Linked DNA regions of Zea mays: region 1 is linked to region 2. A link is a contact called in public Hi-C data. All regions are on one chromosome and are shown on one strand. Each heading gives the region's core, a stretch centred on a gene start, on an enhancer-like site or on the middle of the called end of the contact. The rest is flanking DNA. Distances are from core to core; before and after follow the strand shown. Region 1 holds the start of LOC100283121. Region 2 holds the start of LOC100279372 (putative SERRATE-related C2H2 zinc-finger family protein).

Region 1 (6,337 bases), core at 2,410-4,909, 240 kb after region 2:
CGGGCGAGGCGGTGACTCCTCTGAGGTCGAGGCTGAGTCCGAGCCCTGGGGTCGGACGAGGCGGAGACCGTCTTCCGGAGTCGAGGTTGAGTCCGAGCCCTGGGGTCGAGCGAGGCGGAGACCGTCTTCCGAGGTTGAGATGGAGTCCGAGCCCTGGGGTCGGGCGAGGCGAAGACCGTCTTCCGGAGTCGGGGTTGAGTCCGAGCCCTGGGGTCGGGCGAGGCGGAGACCGTCTTCCGAGGTCGAGGTGGAGTCCGAGCCCTGGGGTCGGGCGAGGCGGAGACCGTCTTCCGGAGTCGGGGTTGAGTTCGAGCCCTGGGGTCGGGTATAGATGGCCATTTGGCACTAACACGATGGGCCAGCCCAGGCACGACACGAAAAAGCACGGTCCAGGCACGACCCGGTCTGGTTAGTATAGTGCCAGTGCCTGGCACGGCATGACTATAGTGCCGTGCCTGGGCCACTATCTCGACCCGTAGTGCTGGCACGGGCACGACACGGTTACATTTTTTATTTTAAAAATAATAGTTTACATATATTAAGTATAAGAATTCAACATATATCACAATAAAACTGCAACTGCATTGGTTAGATGGATGCGTTTAAGCCTCTTATGCACTAGGTTGTGAGTTCGAGCCCCCACAACTACACATTTTTTTTGCTAAATTCTACAATATACTCAGATAGGCCATAGTGCCACCGGGCCGGCCCGGCACGACTAACAGGCTCACGGGCCGTGCCTGGGCCACGGCAGCGGCACGCCGGCCCATCTGGGCACGGCACGCTTCGCTAGCCGGGCCTGGCGGGCCGTGCCGGCGACGGGCCGTGCCGGTCCGTTTGGCCATCTATAGGGTCGGGCGAGGCGGAGACCGTCTTCCGGAGTCGAGGTAGAGTCCGAGCCCTGGGGTCGGGCGAGGCGGAGACCGTCTTCCGGAGTCGAGGTTGAGTCCGAGCCCTGGGGTCGGGCGAGACGGAGACCGTCTTCCGAGGCCGAGACGGGGGCCAAGCCCTGGGGTCGGGCGAGGCGGAGCTTCCTACGGCGCCCGAGGCTGGACTTAGCTGCTGTCGGCCTCACTCTGGCGAGCGGCACATCAGTCGGAGCGGGGCAGACGGCGCTGTTTTCCTATCGGGTCAGTCAGTGGAGTGGCGAAGTGACTGCGGTCACTTCGGCCTTGTCGACTGAGGAGCGTGCGTCAGGATAAGGTGTCAGGCGATCCTTGCATTGAATGCTCCTGCGATACGGTCGGTTGGCGTGACGATCTGGCCAAGGTTGCTTCTCCGCGAAGCCCACCCGAACTGGGCCTCGGGCGAGTCGAAGGTGCGCCCGTTGCTTGAGGAGACCCTCGGGTGAGGCGTGAATCTACCTTGGTCTACTGTTCCTGCCCGAGGCTGGGCTCGGGCGAGGCGAGATCGTGTCCCTTGAGTGGACGGAGCCTTGACCGGAATCGCGCCCATCAGGCCTTTGCATCTTTGTGCTGATGGGGGTTACCAGCTGAGATTAGGAGTCTTGGGGGTAGCCCTAATTATGGTCCCGACATTCATCAAGTCCTTTGAAAATCTTATTCCACAAACTTTTCGAATCACACTCACCGTCACCTTCCATCTTCTATGCCACCATACTTTAAAAACTTTGACTCTACAAAAATCTTGGAATGACTTATATTTTGGGACGGAGGGAGTACCATTTCAAGACCAAAACAAAATCCATAATTAGAGACATAAAAACCATAGATTGTCTAAATCATCGCTATCATTCAGTATAAAAGCCCACACATGCAAAACATTAGGCATGAGACGTGGGCAGTTAGTTTGGGCATAAAATCTGAGCCTGAAGTCTGACCCTCCCTCAAAAAGAACTCAAACTCGAAACTGTTTAGCCTAATACCCGAAACCCGATGAGCTTCTGCAGGCTGCAAGTATCAAAACTCAAAACCCGAACATAGCCGGTTCTTGCATTCTTGGTGTTATATTTATTTATCATTTGATCAATGCCGTTGGTATTGTTGTTATTCACACTTTTATCAACATTTATTGTCATTGGCAAGATATGGTCGACTTCTTGTTTTGTAACATGTGCGAATAATAGTTGACTGATGTATAATTTAGAAGTGAATTGTTTAGGCTGACTGATATTTAGGTAGGACGAGCTACCGGAATGCGAACCTAAAATTTATAATTACCCAAAATTTTGGTTATATCATCTGAACAATCTAATTTTGGATAGTCTCTAGATACCCGAAATTCTAAAACCCAAAGAAACTGATCGGGCTAACCCCCACGCTAGGGGCTTGTTCGGTTATACCTCAATCCATATGGATTGAGGGGGATTGAGGGGGTTTCAATCCCTAGTAAGTCAAAATCCCCCTCAATCCGTATCAATCCCCTTCAATCCATATGGATTGAAAATAACCGAACAAGCCCTAGGTGGGTAGTGTCATCACGGGGCAAGAAGCCATGGACAAAGGCTGAAAAATCGGAAACGAGCCAAATCAAGGCCCTGTCTAGACACTGTCACGCACGTTGGTGCTTGGCACGAGTAAGCCGTAAAGGCAGCTAGCTCAGCTCCAACCCCAATCCAAGTCGGCGAAGGGAAAAGTTCACATATTCTTTTCTTCTCACGTTTAAATAGCAAAAAAAAACTAAAAATATATAGAAATAGAGATTTAAACCATGATAGTTAGATTTAATTAAAAATGTATCTACGTCCATTTAACAAAAATGACACATGTTTTTATGTTTTATACCTATAATAATGTGTAATATAGATATTTATAGAAAAATGGGAAAACATAAAACCAGGTCAGGCTAGGCCGGGCCAACCGTGACGCGCCTGCTAACCAACGCGCTAGGTTATGTTGGGGTCAGACCGTGAGAGTAAAACTGTGCTAGGTTATGGGTTTACCAGGCGCCTCGATCCGTTTGAACATCTCTAGGTTCCATCGACTCGTTTCCAAGCAAGAAGAAAGGGAAGGAAAGGAAACCCGTTGCTTCCTGCAAATGCAAAGGGATGGAGCGGCCGGATCTCAACGCGAGATGCCAGGCGGCAGGCGCCTGCATGCACATTGGACGACGACGTGGCGATGGCGACCGACGGTGAAAGAGACAACCACATGCATCATGCATGTACGCACGCACGCGGCCTGGCGGAGAGACGACGGAGAGCCCCTGATGATCATGTGCCGCGGCAAAGGCTACGAGCGGAGCCCCTCCTAACCGTAGCCGAACTGCTCGCAAGCGCGGCCCAATGACGCGTGCGCTTTTCCACGCGATGGAGCAGGGGAGGGGAGGAGACGGACGCAACGCGAACGAGCAAGCCGCCCGCCCGGCCGCGTGGCGTGATGTAACCGTAGCGGAAAGGCGGCGGCCCACATGCCCGATGCGGGGGCCTGGGGGTTGGGTTGGGTGTGCTGGCGCTGGCGGGCGACGCACGCGGGCAGGGCAGGCTTTTGCGCCTGGGCGAGTGGAGCGGTGCCGGTGCGGCGGCGTTCCGGTAAGGGAAAGGAAACAGGCGGCGTTGTGTGCTGTGCTGTTGCCGTTCCGTGCAGCCGTGGGGACGGACGGACGAGAGAGCGACCGACCGACCGACGTCACCCGCGCGGCGCGCACCGGATGACGCCCATGCCACTGCCAGCTCCGCTCCGTTTGCTCGCTGGCAAATAGCCGCCCCCGCGCCCGGCGGGGCTGCCGCGTGCCCGCGTCTGCGCAGCCTCGGCTGCCGCCGCCTGCTCCCACACTCACCCTCACACGCACGCACCCCCCTCTGCCGCGGGTCTCCCCAATAAAAATAGCAAGCCACGACGCCAGTGCTCTCCCGGCCCGCGCCTCGCTCTCTCTTGTCTCGCCCGCTAGCTCCCATCCCAGCCTCCCACCGCGCCCGCCTGCCCCAACATCCCCCCTCCCCGCTCCGCTCCACGCACGGCTCCAGATCTGCTACGGCGGCGGCCGGTGGACGCCGCGCCGCGCGTGCCGGAGGCGGTGACGGTGGGTGGCGCTCCACTCCCCGCGCCCCAGCGCTTCGAATCCCGACCGCAGCTCACGCCCCTCCTTTTTTGCCCGTGCAGTGAGCGGCGGATCCTGCCCGGCCGTGCCATCCTGGCGACGATGACAGCGTAAGCGGGCGGCGGACGACCGCGCCCCCCCGGCCCCTACTCCCGAGGTACCTACGACCTGTGCCCGCTTCCTATGCCTTGCGTGCGTTCGGTTCTCGGTCCGGCCGATCCGCCGCGGCACTCGACTCCGCACGCTGCCAGACCGGCGACGAGCGGCGGCGGAAGGGAGGGACGGGTGGGGATCCGAGCTTGAGCTTCCACCCTCCGTGTTTCTTTTTCTTTATATCTGTTTGTTTATCGGTGGCGGTGCTCACTGCTCTGCCTCCTCGTCGGACGATCTTAGCTCGGGGAGCCGCGTCCGACTATGGTGGAGTCCAATCAACGCTGCCTGCCGCGGGAATTGGCGCTCCAGTGAGGTTGGGACTGGATTAGGGGTGCGTGTGCGTATGACGTGCTCGTTTAATGCATGCTCCCTCCACGAACCAAAAAAAAAGATTTGGACATAAGACAGACTCTTGCCTCTCTTTTCGTTTTGTCAAAGTCGTTTCAGAGAGATTAGGGAATTGGGGGTTACAGCATGTTATCAAAGTGGGACCTTGCCTTCGCTTAGGAAGTATGCTTATCAAAGTCCAACTGGTCAAAAAAAAACGAACAATTTGAATTCTTCGTAGCATCATTGCAAAGAGCATATTCATTCATTATTTTTGTTCATGCTACTAGCAAAAGTAAGAAATTTGCACAAGTTCACTCTGTTGTCTGTTAAACGGTTTGTACAACCTGACTGGGTCTTCCCAGTGTACAGTATTAAGAAAATTACACGGTTCGTATGACATGACTTGGTGTTCCCTGCGTGTAGTATTAGGAAAGCTAACCTATTCTCTTAAAAGAGTTGATGACGCTTCACCTTTTGGTTTCTTATAATTTTATCTCCTACTAGGTCATTGGCGTGTGCTCCTTGGCAGAAAATGGCGATGATGGTGGATCCCCCCAATGGCATGGCAAGTCAAGGAAAGCATTACTATACTATGTGGCAGACACTGTTTGAGATCGACACCAAGTACGTGCCGATCAAGCCCATCGGAAGAGGAGCTTACGGAATCGTTTGCTCATCTGTTAACCGCGAGACCAATGAAAAAGTCGCGATAAAAAAGATAAACAACGTCTTTGACAACCGTGTGGATGCGCTAAGGACGCTGAGAGAGCTGAAACTCCTTCGGCACCTGAGGCACGAGAATGTTATTGCTCTCAAGGACATAATGATGCCTGCGCATAGAAGGAGCTTCAAGGACGTTTACTTGGTTTATGAGCTCATGGACACTGATCTGCATCAAATAATTAAGTCATCTCAACCACTATCCAATGACCACTGCCAGTATTTCCTTTTTCAGGTAAGTTTCGCAAGGATCCTGTTTTCAAATAGTTATGTCCTTTGCTCTTGTTTCTTTATTGATGTATATATGTTCAGTAATCTGTCATCAGTCATTACATTGAGAAAGTATGATCATTTTCTCACATGAACTGAGGGGCATTAAGTAATTTCTGTTGTCACACTGAATCTACTATCAAATTGATACAATTCTGTCATGTGCACTGAAATCGGCAAAATTCAGCCCAATAATTGCATGTATCAGAATGGAGATAAATGGAGGACCTGTTTTTTTATTGACTTATTGAAGTTCAATGGGAATGAAGCCAAAGACAATGCTCCCAAAGGCATACAAAAGATTGTGTGTTAGGGTCTGAAGATGAATTGTGATGTTCTACTTCTGAGCACATGGTTGTGTATTCGAGATACCAACTTCATGAGATTATTTTTTAGCGTGAAACTTAAACTATGGAAACAAATATCATCATTTGGTTGTTTTCATGCGCACCCCTGAAATGCTGCGGTAGTGTTAGCACATGCTATGAACTAGTAAACAGAAACACAACAATATTTTGCCACCTCGACATAGGACATTTGACATAAAAGGTAGCCACTAAGTAACCCAATACTTGCACTTGTTTGTCTGTGCATTATGCTCAATCTGAATGCCATCGTTAGGAATTTCTGGTATATCCTATTGAGATATGAGATTCTTGCCCTTATGCAGATCAGAAAATAGGGCTGAGAATTTGCAGCCTTGTCATAAGCTATGCTAGTCATATTTGGCAACACGATCTTCCAGTGGTGTGGTTGGCTAGATACTGTTTAATTTAAGTATTCTGTTTGGTTAATTTACCAGAAGTACATATATGGTGATACAGTAGTGGTTTCGTTAGTCTGATTTGGATCCACAACCATGGAT
Region 2 (6,674 bases), core at 1,344-3,843:
CTCTGGCCGCCTGCAACCCCTCCTCTGCATGCCGCCCCTCCTCTGGCCGCCACCCCTCCTCTGCACGCCGCCCCTCATCTGCACTGGTGAGTCCTGCTCCCCTCCCCCGCCCTCACAACAAGCTCTAGGGAGATGGAAGATTCTATTTGATTTCCAATTTGAACTATTAACTATATGTCTATATATGGCTGTTATGACTTATGAGTTTATGACTAATCACTTATGTGGCTGATTTGGTTCAGTTTGAGGCTTCAAATGAGGTAAGCCTTGCTGTTTATTTCAGTTTCATTCAATTTCAGGCTTCAAATGAGGTAAAACATGCCCTTTCTTCATATATAAATGCTATATTGTCTATATGAAGCCATTATATAGGCAAAACAGCCACTATATTGGCAAGTCGGCGACTAGTCGACTGACTTACCGACTAGTCACCAAGTCGGTACCTTGACAGCTTGACTCGACTTATCGAGTTGAAAACCTTGGCAGGGTCATCAATGAGTAGGAGCTTCATTGCAGTAATACAGAAACCAGGAACCAATATTGTTCAGAAGTATAAATTTCTTAAGTGTTATGAATTGTTAATTTAAGGAATTGCCAGTATAAATGTATGCATAATGTGATATGCTGGGAAAAAACTGTGAATGGTCTCATATTACATTGTGAAGAAAAGAGCGCTTGTGAGTTCCAAACGAAGCCTCTGCCAATTGATTGTTAACGGATAGAGAATGTTCTCATCAGATTCTCCATTTGACTGCATCCGAAACATATATGGATTCTGCTTTCGAGTATATAGCTGCATCTCAATATATACATATACTAGTGGTATACTGGAGGAAGCTATTTGTTGTAGCAGCACAAACTGTAAAGAGAGCAGAAGGCTTGCTGGTGGTGGGTAACAAGAGTAATTAGGTTGTGGTAGACAGAAACTTTGGCCTGATAAATCATCCACATCTTTTGCTTCCGAACATCAAATATGGGGAATTTTCTGAGAAGATTCTCTACCCGTTAACAATGCATAGAGCACTTGACAATATGAGCTTGATTTGAATTCTCCACAAGCAGTGATGAGTTCTGATGACTCTTATATACAGTGATAGCAACCAATACCCCGCAAGACAAAATTTTGAAGTGGCTCATAACGAAGATTCAAAAAAGCAAACAAAAAAAATCTGTCATTAGTTACATCATCAGTACCTTTGGGTGACCCCTGGACCATCATTGGCCGCTCCGTACCCCGAATCAGGCCAATCTGGGTACAGAAGTTGCATGTCAAGTGATTGTCATAAATCATAAACAAATAACAAGTCATTCGTCACAAGTTATTTGTCGCCAGACATAAAACTAAAGAACAGCCATTTTATATAGAAGCAGAGAACATATAGCTACTTAAGTTGAGAAGGTTCATGTGATCAACATTGTACTGTAAGGTCACAGCAAGAACAAACGAACTACTCCCTCTGGTCCGTTTTCTAATGCACGAATAGATGGATTGCACATACCAAAGAGGAAATTAATCCAGCCCTTTGATGCCATGCCAAGGTGCCCGTATTAATTGGATTTGGTTCCATACTATGCATGCGGTTCCAGTGATGCTTCACAAAAAGTAATATACAGCTAGCTGGCGCCTTCCTATCCGTCAAGGACTCAAGGCCACATGTAACGCTTGCTTCAAAACTGGTATGTGTGTTAAATCACCAGTGCTAGTTGCTTGGACTCCTGTGCACCGACATCTTGGAATAACCACATGTCTTTACCAGACTTCAGGAAAAACACAAGAATGCTGGAGAGACTAGGGAGTAACAACTAGTACACGAAGATCTCCATCTTTTTCAATTTTAAATTTATATTCACATTTGTTACTTTAGATCTTCTATTACCAAGATTATTAATATATTCCTACAACTGAACTTTGCATGAGAAGAGTCCTCACCTGGAGCACGGTTCAGATATCTGCCCTGGTTCCTGTCATCTTCATACCCACCTCTGCCGCCACCTCGCTCATGGTCATAACCTCGCCTGAACAACCACACGGTAAGCACACATACCACCTGCAAAAACTTTCCGTGCACAGAAACCCCGACGGACGATTGAGCCAAAGCCCCTCACCTCCTATCATCGTACCCGTAACGCGGCGGGCTCCCGCGGCCCCCGCGGCGGTCGTACCCGTCGTCCCTCCGCGACCGCTTGAATGGCGGCGACGGGGATCTCCTGGACGGCGAGTGGCGGCGGCTGCCCCGGTACGGCGGCGGGCTGGGGCTGCTCCCGCCCCGCCCTCCGCCGCTGCGGTGGTCCCGATACCTTTGGGGCCGGGACGAACCCAGCGGAGGCGGCGGCGGCGGCGGCGGAGAGCGACTCCGCTTCCGGCTCGCCGCCGGGGGGCCCCCGGGTGGAGGCGGGGGCAGCTGCGGCGAGCGGTCCTCCGGGCTATCCGGGGGAGGTGGCGGCGGACGGCGCGCGCGCGGCGCGTCGGAGGCCGGGTCAAGCACATCGGCCATTCGCGCGGTGGGGCTAGGGTTTGAGCGAGTAATTGGGGACGGAAGCCGGCGGGGACTGATACACGAGATAGTAGATGACGGAAGCATCATGAAATCTGGTGTTAGGAACGGCAGAGATTGACCGATGTATACGTGTACAGTTTAAGAACAATCACGATTTTAGGACAACTTCCCTAATACCGTTGGATGTATATATTAGACCACAGAATTATGAATTGGAATCAACTTTCCAAGATTATGGGGGTGTTTGGTTAGAGGGACTAAAGATTAGTCTCTAGTTTTTAGTCTCATTTAGTCCTTTTTTTTGCCAAACACTAGGACTAAAATATGGACTAAAATGATTTAGTCTTTAGTCCTTCACATAGGTGCTAAAGGAGACTAAAAGCCCACGTGAGTGTATTCCAAGAGCATTTAAGTCTTTGGACAATGTATTTAATGACTTTAGAACCTATTTAGTCCCTAAAACCAAACAAGTAGGGACTAAAGTTTAGTCCTAAGACTAAAGTTTAGTCCTAAGACTAAATGAAACCAAACATGGCCTATGTTGTTTGTTTGCACATGAAAATAAGATTTGGAATCAGATACTCAATTCTTGTCTTTTCAAATACAGAGCATCACCCCTATGTATTGAGTGGAATTGGACCACACAATTCTAAACTCCAATTCGGTGGCATCCAAACAATTGAATTGAAATTTGGTGACATCCAATTCGCTGCGTGGAATTGTGTTGTCATCTGTTGGGAGCCTTCGTCTTCCGAAGGTTCTCAAAAACATGATTTAACAATGTTTTCCAAGTGTGACATATGAACAGGTACCTTCGGACTCGGATTAAAATCATACGCTATGTGAAAAGCATGATTGAGACGAAGGATGATGCTGCTCCGAAGCTACATGTAAAGAAACTTCGACTAAATGGCGGAAAGATGAACCGACCTAAAGGGGAAAAGGTTATTCAGTCCTGTTGGTTTATCCATAAGTCAATAGTAAATATAAAAGGCATGATGTAAATTTACACAGGCTGCGTCATGTGCCTATAAATAGATGAACAGTACCCCTGTACTGTTCATGCTGACTGGTACTCGCTTGTGCGTCACGCTTGTACTTTTTACCTTATGTCAAGTCGAAGGTACATATGTAACTCAATATTGTCTTTATTTTTCCATGTTAATATAATGAGGATGAAGTGATAATGTTATATGATCGTTCATGTTGTCTCTTATATCTCATACACTTCTTCTCTTGTTAACATATACTACGATGATGAAGGTATGTCCTTCATGACCTTCGTCTGAAGATCATTATATCCTAAGGGAGATAATGCTTCGAAGGACGAAGGGCATTAACATTTAACATTCTATGTTGTCTTGTTCTTAATTCATAGTATTTGAGAACAAGTCCCCAACATTGGCGCCCACCTCTGGTGAACTCATTCGACCACCTTCGGCAAGCCCTGACCTTCGTCATGCCGCCGAAGAAAGCTTCAGCGTCAGGGGCTGCTGCGCTGCAGCCTCTGGACCCAAACCAGGAAACTCTTTCTCTCCGATAGGCTCGAAGCTAGAAGAGGAAGGCCACCAGTCCAACACTCCAGGAGGAGGAGTTGGACCAAGAGATCAGGGATATGGAAATCATTCATCAACAAGTGCAAAGGAAGAAGGAGAAGATGGCTCGGCTGGCCGATCTTCAAAGGAAGATTGACGAAGCTACTGAAGAAGTGTGTCATCTTGCTCAAGATGAACAAGATCGAAGGCCCCAACACAGGGAGCTTCGTCAGGAAGGCTTATTCAACGAAGATAGATGGTATGATGATTTTAATCATGATACCTTTACTTTTGATGATGCTTCTCCCTTGACAGCAGAACTGCAGGCTATTCTATGGCCACAATCTTACAAGCCATCTCAGCTACCAATGTACGATGGGCACTCAGACCCAAAACAATTTCTGATGAGCTATGAGGCAACAATATCCTCATACAGAGGTAATGCAGCTGTCATGGCTAAGTCCTTCGTCATGGCAGTCCGGAATGTGGCCCAGACATGGTATTATTCCCTTCAGCCAGGGACAATCACGTCGTGGCAGAAGCTCAAGGACATGCTGGTGACCAGTTTCCAAGGCTTTCAGACGAAGCCAGTCATAGCTCAGGCCTTGTTCCAGTGCACGCAAGATCATGAGGAATACCTCCAGGCGTATGTCCGAAGGTTCTTGCGACTAAGGGCACAAGCACCCACAGTGCCCAATGAAATTGTCATTAAGGCCATGATTAAGCGTCTTCGGCCAGGACCCACGGCTCAGTACTTCGCCAGGAAGCCCCCACAAACTCTGGAGAAGCTGCTTCAGAAGATTGATGAATACATTCGGGCCGACAACGACTTCCGCCAAAGAAGGGAGTGTTGGGGGCCTTCGGCTTCCGAAGGTCCTCAAAAACAAGATTTAACAGTGTTTCTGGAGTATAATGTGTGAACAGGTATCTTCGGACTCGAGTCGATATCATAGTAGGAGAAGCCCAAACAATACGAAGGTTGATATAGCGCCGAAGATGTGAGCAGGAAAGCTTCGGCGTGGTAGCAGAAAAGGAAACCGACTTAAAGATGAAAAGGCTATTCAGACCTCGGTGGATTACTATAGAATTACTACCAAATGTAAAGGGCATGGATGTAAAATTTTATATGGGCTGTGTTCCGTGCCTATAAATAGGTGAACAGTACCCCCGTACTGTTCACGCTGACTTGGCATTTGCTTTTGCGTCACACTTGTATTTTCGCCTTCTTTCAAGCCGAAGGTACATTTGTAATGTGATATTATTTCTACTTTTCTATAATAATAATAATACAGAAATGAGTTGATAATAATACATAATAGTTTATGCTATCTTTTGTGTCTCATATGATTCCTTCTTCATTATTATATGTTGAACTTATGAAGGTATGTCCTTCATAACCTTCGTCTAAGAATCATTATGTCCTAAGGGAAATAATGCTTCGAAGGACGAAGGGCTTTAACGTTTAACATTTCTCGTGTTGCCTTGTTCTTAATTCATAGCATTTGAGAACAAGTCCCCAACATCGGCGCCCACCTCCGGTGAACTCACTTCCACTCTTTGAGTTTTGAACACCTTCGGCGATCATAAACCTTCGCTATGGCTCCGAAGAAAGCTTCAGCAACTGGGGCTGCAGCTTTGCAACCGCTAGACCCCAACCAGGAGACTCTCTCCCTTCGGGAGGCCCGAAGCCAGAAGAGGAAGGCTCTCAGCCCGGCCCCGCCAGAGGATGAGCTAGACCAAGAAATCAGAGACATGGAGATGCTTCATCAACAGGTGCAGAGGAAGAAGGAAAAGATGGCCAGGCTAGCTGAACTGCAAAGGCAGATAGACGAAGCCTCTGAAGAAGTTCGTCATCTTACCCAGGATGAGCAGAACCGAAGGCCTCAGAATAAAGACCTTCATTAGGAGGGTTTCCTCAACGAAGATGACTGGTATGAGAATTTTCACCATGGAAATTTTGCTTTTGATGATGCTTCTCCTCTGTCCGCTGAGCTGCAGGCTACACCTTGGCCTCCGTCCTACAAGTCGCCTCAGCTTCCCATATTCGACGGCCATTCAGACCCGAAGCAGTTTTTGATGAGCTACGAAGCAACAGTATCTTCGTATGGTGGCAATACTGCAGTCATGGCAAAATCTTTTGTTATGGCTGTCAGGAGTGTTGCTCAAACCTGGTATTCCTCCCTTCGGCCAGGAACGATCACTTCATGGCAAAAGCTGAAGGACATGTTGTTAACCAGCTTCCAAGGGTTTCAGACGAAGTCGGTCACTGCTCAAGCTCTATTCCAGTGCACCCAGGATCACGAAGAATACCTTCAGGCGTATGTCCGGAGGTTCTTGCGTTTGAGGGCACAGGCACCAACAGTGCCCAATGAAATTGTCATTGAGGCCATGATCAAGGGACTTCGGTCAGGACCTTCAGCTCAGTACTTTGCTAGGAAGCCTCCTCAAACATTGGAGAAGCTGCTCCAGAAGATGGACGAGTATATTCGTGCTGACAATGATTTTCGTCAAAGAAGGGAGGAGGCTTTCAGGTTTTCTGAAATGACCAGGGGCTTCGGAGGAAGATTTTATCCAAGGCATGTTAGGTCAATTCACAACTCTACTCAAAATGATGATAAGGGAAGTCAACAGCAAAGGCCAC

Evidence for each region. Hi-C and Micro-C count contacts between places; a contact is called where the count stands out from the background.
Region 1: a contact with region 2 is called in a Hi-C map of leaf mesophyll, with 4 times the contacts expected there. The contact joins the promoter of LOC100283121 here to the promoter of LOC100279372 in region 2. A contact is called at or near these places in 5 of 25 Hi-C or Micro-C datasets (bundle sheath, ear, leaf and 2 more).

The regions. Positions count from the first base shown.
Region 1 is chr5:57,853,120-57,859,456 of Zm-B73-REFERENCE-NAM-5.0, forward strand. LOC100283121 reads left to right here and starts at 3,660. Exons shown (of 4, transcript NM_001156023.1): 1 at 3,660-3,981; 2 at 4,062-4,156; 3 at 4,987-5,437. The coding sequence starts at 5,015.
Region 2 is chr5:57,615,460-57,622,133 of Zm-B73-REFERENCE-NAM-5.0, forward strand. It overlaps LOC100279372 (putative SERRATE-related C2H2 zinc-finger family protein), which reads right to left and starts at 2,594. Exons shown (of 12, transcript NM_001152388.1): 1 at 2,107-2,594; 2 at 1,931-2,016; 3 at 1,195-1,249. The coding sequence starts at 2,585.